Linked DNA regions of Sus scrofa: region 1 is linked to region 2. Evidence: chromatin contacts called from public HiChIP or PLAC-seq data. All regions are on one chromosome and are shown on one strand. Each heading gives the region's core, a stretch centred on a gene start, on an enhancer-like site or on the middle of the called end of the contact. The rest is flanking DNA. Distances are from core to core; before and after follow the strand shown.

Evidence for each region. HiChIP or PLAC-seq counts read pairs in DNA pulled down with a chosen protein or histone mark.
Region 1: an H3K27ac HiChIP or PLAC-seq map of alveolar macrophages shows a contact between it and region 2. The contact joins two enhancer-like sites. A contact is called at or near these places in 12 of 47 Hi-C or Micro-C datasets (alveolar macrophages, blood, embryonic fibroblasts and 6 more) and 1 of 2 datasets of contacts at active chromatin or transcription factors (alveolar macrophages).

What each region holds. Positions count from the first base shown.
Region 1 is chr9:104,957,781-104,961,460 of Sscrofa11.1, forward strand. KMT2E (histone-lysine N-methyltransferase 2E) reads left to right here. Exons shown (of 26, transcript XM_021102573.1): 3 at 2,237-2,351. Among named protein-coding and RNA genes, the nearest start is that of TRNAD-GUC, 41 kb to the left of the region's middle. Within about 2 kb of position 1,576, at least 1 of the 83 cell types and tissues checked has an H3K27ac peak or open chromatin away from gene starts, as enhancers often do. A contact at or near this core is called in alveolar macrophages, where this site is marked.
Region 2 is chr9:104,801,341-104,805,366 of Sscrofa11.1, forward strand. All of the region lies in intron 3 of LHFPL3 (lipoma HMGIC fusion partner-like 3 protein), which reads left to right. Among named protein-coding and RNA genes, the nearest start is that of KMT2E, 73 kb to the right of the region's middle. Within about 2 kb of position 2,556, at least 8 of the 83 cell types and tissues checked have an H3K27ac peak or open chromatin away from gene starts, as enhancers often do. A contact at or near this core is called in alveolar macrophages, where this site is marked.

The sequences.
Region 1 (3,680 bases), core at 326-2,825, 160 kb after region 2:
AGGATCTTGATAAAGTATTTCTGCTTTTTTGCATTGCCAGCTTGCTAGTACTTAATAGCTTTCATTTGAATCATGAGGTTATATAAAGGATCTATGGCTTGTTTACATGCTGGAACTTAACCTGCCTTTGCACTGAATTTTTTTTTTTTTTTTAATTTCTCAACCATTATCTACTCTAAAATATAAATTGTTTGCCATGAAAGTGAATCTTTTCTGGCCATAATTCCTATATGTTGCTTTAATATTAATACTGTAGATCGCAAATTGCTAAAACTGCACTTACTACCTTTTTTTTTTTTAAAAGAATTTTAAAAGAATTAATATTGTAATCAAAGGTAGTCTGGCAGCATCTATCTATTTTACCCTTTTGTTCAGCAATTCTGCTTCAAGGAATCCATGTAGTAGAAATACTACCATGGATGCAGAAAATAATGTATAGAAGTGTGTACAACTGCAACGATACCTTTAACACTGAAAAAAAAAAAGAAAAAATTTAAATATCCAACAATAGGGAATTTGTTAAATAAGCTACGGTACATTATATAATGAAATAAGCAGTTATTACCGAAAATAAGCTACATATTGTACTGACACTGAAGGATGGGAAAAAGTAAATTGTGAATATGTAGTGTATATTCTCACTTAAAAAACAAGAGTTAAGAGTTACTGTTGTGGCACGATGGGATTGGCTGCATCTTGGGAGTACTGAGATGTATGTTCAATCCCCGGTCTGTACAGTGGGTTAAGGATCCAGGGTTGTCACACCTGCAGCTCATATTGCAACTGCAGCTTGAATCTATCTGATCCCTGGCCCAGAAACTCTGTATGCCATGGGGTGGCCAAAAAAGAAAAACAAGCAAATAAAACAACTTAGATATTTTTATGGATAGAAAAATTTAAAGGTGGATACATAGCATCTTAACATGGTTTGGATGAAGACAGGTCTTTCACATTCTTAGGTACTTCTGTTTTGAATTTTGTATAATGAGCATGTATTAATTTTGGAATTAAGAAACATTCCTTTTTTAAAAAAAGAATAAGCAATTTTTAACATAACATCATTGACATTACATTAGTAATGGTTTTCAGAATATTCAGAACGTATCGGAGACTTGCATTATCCTTCAGAATCACTTGACCTCAGTTATGTCTCCTCCCTGTACTGATTCTAGCCTCTGGATCCCAAGCACCAGTCACTTAGAGCTAAATTGAGACTTTGTGAAGGGAATGGGTGAAGGGGCGAACAGTATATCAAGAAGTAGTTGACAATAGAAATTTGACTAATTAGAATGTAATTACATTAAGAAGCATTTAAACCATGAAGAGTGCAAATAATACTAAATTCTAATGGAGGGTTTTAAATAAGAGGAAGTACAAGGGTTATTATGAGAAAGTCATCTTAAATGGTGGCTTTGATAAGAATAAAGGTACAGAAACAAGTTGTGTTGTTGTGTATGCAAGGGAGACATTAATTTTAGTGTGAATTGCCCTCAGAAGTAGATTTACTACCACACCGATCAGTAAGAATTACCAGCCTAGGGCTCAGGAGGATTGATATTAAATGAGGAAATTGGGAAAGTGAAGGGTGTAAAATGCTAGGCCAGGGAACTTGTAAGTCACCCACAGTGGGTGAGTTGTTACTCCCTGTTTTTTCATTGGTTGGTTAGGTCATCATTATCATTTAGCCATTATCAGGCCAGAACTGCTGATTTACTCTATGGGCTATTTGTGCTTTTTCATGAGCAAACTATGGATTATTATGAGATTTTCTCTTCCTTAACATTTCTGCTATTTCCAAGGCTTTGTTATGTCTTGACACACTAACACATGCATAAAGCTTTGAACAGTGAAATAAATACTTCACATTCAAATTGTGATACATATAGATTAAACCTTCTTTAAATTATTTCTCCCTACTTTACCCCCTCTGCATAGTGTCCTTTATGACACTGAGTATATTAAATAATGCTTAACCTCTAATAATATTTTTAATGACAAGGAAACTATATTTGAACTTAAACTTGGGACATTTATTGTACTTTAAGCAAAAGTGTTTTTTTTTTTTTTTGGAATGCTTATGACATGGGCTCTAGATAGGATATATCACATCCACAAGATATCTGTGTTTTAGACATTTTAAAGACATTTTTTTTGAATAGCCAATAATTATAAAATTATAATTTTAAATTGATAAAAGTAAATGGAATTTTCTTTGATGCAACTTTTTTCCCTCCAGACCAGAATCCGTAGAAGCTAGCCCTGTGGTAGTTGAGAAATCCAACAGTTATCCCCACCAGTTATATACCAGCAGCTCGCATCATTCACACAGTTACATTGGTTTGCCTTATGCGGTAAGTGTCAAATGTTTCTCTTGAAGGGTATTCTTTTATTTCTATGTATAGATCTGTATCTCTCTGTTTTTTTATATCTAGAGGTTGAAAGTTGATGTGTTTGGTATTGTGCCTAAAACTGAATATTAAAAAAGCAGAATCGTTTCATACTAGCTAAATAATTAGGTATGTAATTTGTAGTTAAATTTTTTTTCATTGATCTAATTTTTATTCAAGGGATTTAAAATTCTGTAAGAGGAATTTCCTAGAAATTTTTATATTATTATTATCATTTAGCTTTTTATGATATTAATAGTTCAGTGTTACAATTCTTTACCTTCTCTATAAAAAGATGGTAGGTAGAATTACACTATTTATTGTTGATTCTAAGTTATATGGTAATTTGTATAATTACCACTTATTTAGCACTTATACATCAGGCTCTGTACTAAACATTTTTTGATTTTTTTTTTTTTTTTTTTGGCCACACCTTCAGCATAGGAAGTTCCTAGGCGAGGGTTTAAACCTGTAATGTAGCAGTAACACAGGCCACTGCAGTGACAGTGCCAGATCCTTAACCCACTCTGCCATAAGGGAACTCCCCAAGTATTATCTCATTTAATCTTCAAAGCAACCTCATAAGATAGGTATAATTTTCATCCCCATTTCAGAGCTGAGAAAGTGGAAAGCTTATCTAAGCTGATTTATTCAGTGTTGAATAGCTAGTAAGTGGCAGAGCACAAATTGAAACAGCAGCAGAACTGGACACATTGGTGATTTATTAAGGCACAATAAATGAGAGGTTTTTGCCACTTAGTCTAGAGTAAAATTACCAAAATTATGGAGTTCCTCTGTGATGCAGCAGGTTAAGGATCCAATGTTGTCACTGTAGTGGCTTGGGTCGCTGCCATGGCGTGGGTTCGACCCCTGGTCTGGGAACTTCCACATGCCACAGATGCAGCAAACAAAACAAAACAAAACAAAAAAACCCAGAATTTTGAAACTTCTGTTGTATACTTCATGGTGATAATGTCTTTGGTAACTGTTTTTGTTATTCTTTAGCCTCCACTTCCCTGAGATTTTTTAATTGGCATAGTTTTCTGAATTCATAAGTATAGTAAGAGTTAATAAAGGGAAATCATTATACTGTTCTAAGGACTATATGAAATTGAAGGTTATGAATAACAATTAGTATATCCAGTTTGTTCCTCTATTTTCTTTTAGTTGCACACATCAAGATAATTGCAACTCACACACATTTAGTGAGTTTTTTTTAAACCACTGTTCTTAAATCCACATCATAAAGGTGACCAAGGTTGTAGATAGACATTTTCATTCACTATTATGATT
Region 2 (4,026 bases), core at 1,306-3,805:
ATATCTAAGAACTCCCTGGTGGCTCAGTGGATTGGGAATCTGGCATTGTCACTGCTGTGGTTCTGGTTGCTGCTATGACGCAGCTGTGGTCCCTGGCCCATGAACTTCCACATGCCATGGGCACAGCCAAAAAAAAAAAAAAAAAATCCAAGAACTGTTAAAACTCAGCAATAAAAAGACAAGTAACCCAATTATAAAACTCAGCAAAGGAGTTCAATAATTTCTCCAAATGATACACATGAGAATTTTAGATGGCCAGTAAGCACATGAAAAGATATTTAACATCATGAGTCATTAGGGTGATACAAATCAAAACCACCATGAGATGGGAGTTTGAGGTTAGAAGATGCAAACTACTGCACTTGGAGTGGATAAGCAATGAGATCCTGCTGTATAACCCAGGGGACTATATCTAATCACTTGTAATGGAACATGATGGAGGATAATATGAGAAAAGCATGTGTGTTTATGTGTAACTGCGTCACTTTGCTGTACAGCAGAAATTGACAGGACATTGTAAACCAACCATAATAAACATGTTTAAATGAAAATAATTAAAATAAAATAAACCACAATGAGATGCCCATTTCCCACCCATTATGATGCCTGTGATCAAAAATACAAGTGTTAGCCAAGATATGGAGAAACTGAAACTTTCCTAGCTTGCTGATGGGAATGTAAAATGGTGCAGACACTTTGGAAAACAGTTTGGAAAATTCCTCAGAAAGTTAAACAGTTATTCTATCACCCAGCAATTCTACTCCTCAGAATAAATACTTAGGAGAAATGAAAACATACTTCCACACAAAAACATGTACAAGAATGTTTAGAGCAACATTTTTCAGAATAGCCAAAAGGCAGGAACAAGTAATTATCAGCTGGAGAATGAATAAACAAAATGTGGTATATCCATACAGTGGAGCGCTATTTGGCAATAAAAAGGGATGAAGTACTGAGTCATGCTGTAACATGGATCAATCTTGAAAATGTTATGCTTAATGGACCACATGTTGCATGGTTTCAGTCATAGGAAATGCCCTGAATAGGCAAATCCGGAAAGATAGAACATAGATGAATATTTTCCAAAGGCCAGAGGGAGGGGAAAATGGGGGCACGCTGGTGATGGAAATATTCTTCAATTAGTGCTGGTTGCACAACTCTATGAATATACTAAAAAATCAATAATTTGTGCACTTTAAGAGGTATTTTATGGTATGTGAATTACATCCCAATAAAACTGTTACTAAAAAAAAAAAAACTCTCTTCTATAGAACTTCTCAGGGGATGGTAAATCTGCAAGAGCTGTGGATGATTTACGTTGTATTTACAGCAGCTAACTGTCCTCATTTGCCTGGGACTGAGGGCATTTCCAAACATAAAACTTTCAGTGCTAAAACCAGGGAAGTCCTAGGCCAACTACACAATCTTCGGGACAGACTTATACTAAAAAGCCATTCGATGTTTATCTGAAATTTAGGCATCATATATTTTTATTTGCTAAATCTCCCTAGTTTTTCAAGATGACCCAATTCACCTACATCAAGTTGAAGCCGAGATCTAGAGTTAAGATTAAAAATCAAAGGGAGGAGTTCCCGTCGTGGCGCAGTGGTTAACGAATCCGACTAGGAACCATGAGGTTGCGGGTTCGATCCCTGCGCTTGCTCAGTGGGTTAACGATCCGGCGTTGCCATGAGCTGTGGTGTAGGTTGCAAACGCGGCTCGGATCCCGCGTTGCTGTGGCTCTGGCGTAGGCCGGTGGCTACAGCTCCGATTCAACCCCTAGCCTGGGAACCTCCATATGCCGCGGGAGCGGCCCAAGAAATAGCAACAACAAAAGACAAAAAAGAGAAAAAAAAAAAAAATCAAAGGGAGACTGATGGAGTTTGAAGTTAAGGATAAGAGCTCCTAAAGCATTTTATAATTGGCCAGGACTATGACCAAGTAATTCTGAAGAAATCTCTTCTCACAGCCTTCTGCCTCTCATTACCAAGGTCTATAGCAAAGGGTTCATACCGGAGGACTGTTTTAAAAAAGATATTAATAAATAGTTACATGAAATAATGTGTTTCTTAAAGGTATTTCATCTTGTATTAAGCTTAAATTAAGCTTGCTCCTGGCAGATGAGTACCTGAAGAATTGTGTTATATGTGAGTTTATTTTTAGCCCTCTAGTACTTTGGCTGACAAGCTGTTAAAAATAGAAGCAGGCCTAGTAGAGTAGAGAAGCCAGGGGATCTTTTCCTTACTGATTAATGAAAATGAAGCCGATTCTCTGGGCCTAAATGATTGGAGGGACAGTGTGTGCTCAGGTTAAAAGGTCGTGGCTTGTAATTTGGAAATTAGTGTGTCATGTGCCACTTCGGCAGAAGATGAGGGATGTAGGTCTAACGCGAGTTCCCTGGAAAGGCTTAGATACAGGGAGTCAAGGACTTGCGTGTTTGATCAGGTGAGAAGGGCCCTATTTTAAGAATCATTTTTTGCGTCCTGGGAAGCCAGACTCAGTTCAGTGAAGTTTCTCCCCGCCACTTCTCAGGACAACAGGTTAGCGGCCACCAGGGGGCACCAAAACAAGCCCATCCCCGAGGAAGGTATGCTCCCCGTTGAGTTCTTGGCACTTCTAAGCATCTGGGAGATCGTCACAGGCTCCCCTCTGAGCTCCCATGCCCAGACCGCGCCTTTCAGCAATGTGACCCAGTGGGTAAACGCGCAAATTGGCAGTCAGACAGACAAGGGTTTCAGATCTAGGCTCTCCCACTTAAAACCTTTGCAACCTCTTTAATCCACAAACGGGGATTAGCAAATACTGCCCTCAGAGGCTGGTGATGAGAATTAAACGAGACAGTGTCTGGAAAGTGCTTAATACCTAATCCCGTGCCTGTTGCTCAGTTCCAAAGCACATCCTGGGAATGCTAGGGTAGGTTTGGGTGCTAACAACATCGCAGAGAAGGCATGAGCTTCCTTCCATTCTTTTTCATTCTGGGGTCTCTTTTCCCCTTCCTTTCTCCTTCTTCAGGGTCCCCCCTGAGACTTAACCTATTCTTGGTCAGTTCAGAAATTTTTTGTTTGTTTGTTTGTTTGTTTGCCATTTCTTGGGCCGCTCCCACAGCATATGGAGGGAGCTGCGTCTGCAACCTACACCACAGCTCACAGCAACGCTAGATACTGAACCCACTGAGCAAGGCCAGGGATTGAACCCTCAACCTCATGGTTCCTAGTGAGATTCGTTAACCACTGAGTCACCACGGGAACTCCCAGAAGTCTTCATTCTGGCAGTTTGCCAAGCACATTTCCCACAGAAATACTCTGTGATCCCCAAATACCTGTGCAATTCTCTCCACTCCAGTATTTCCCTGTATGGTTCAAGAGCCACCTGCAACAGAATCATCTGGACCCATGAAGTGAGGGTTTCTGAGGATGGAACCTCAGACTCTGCATTTTAATGACCTTCCTAAGTCAGGCTCATGTGTGATCAGGCTTGAGAATCTCTGCCATATTCCTAGTGAGTTTTTTTTTTTTTTTTTTTGTCTTTTTGCCATTTCTTGGGCCGCTCCCACGGCATATGGAGGTTCCCAGGCTAGGGGTCGAATCGGAACTGTAGCCACAGGCCTACGCCAGAGCCACAGCAACGCTGGATCCGAGCCGCGTCTGCAACCTACACCACAGCTCACGGCAACGCCGGATCGTTAACCCACTGAGCAAGGGCACGGATCGAACCCGCAACCGCATGGTTCCTAGTCGGATTCGTTAACCACTGCGCCACGACGGGAACTCCAGTTTTTATTTTTAATAGAGAATATGGTACAGATTGATCTCAACCAGCTGTTAGGAGGGAAATTAGCTGATTATCTGATTAAAGTAATTCACACTGAACTGTGAAGAACAAATAAACTCCCCTTTCAGGAGAATTTACATTCTGACATTTTGCAAACCTTAATGAATGTCCAATTAGTGAACCATCTGGGATGGATGTTTAAAGAAAAATGACCTTGCCTGTGACCCATGCGTCAGGGGAAGCCTTCCTCTGCCC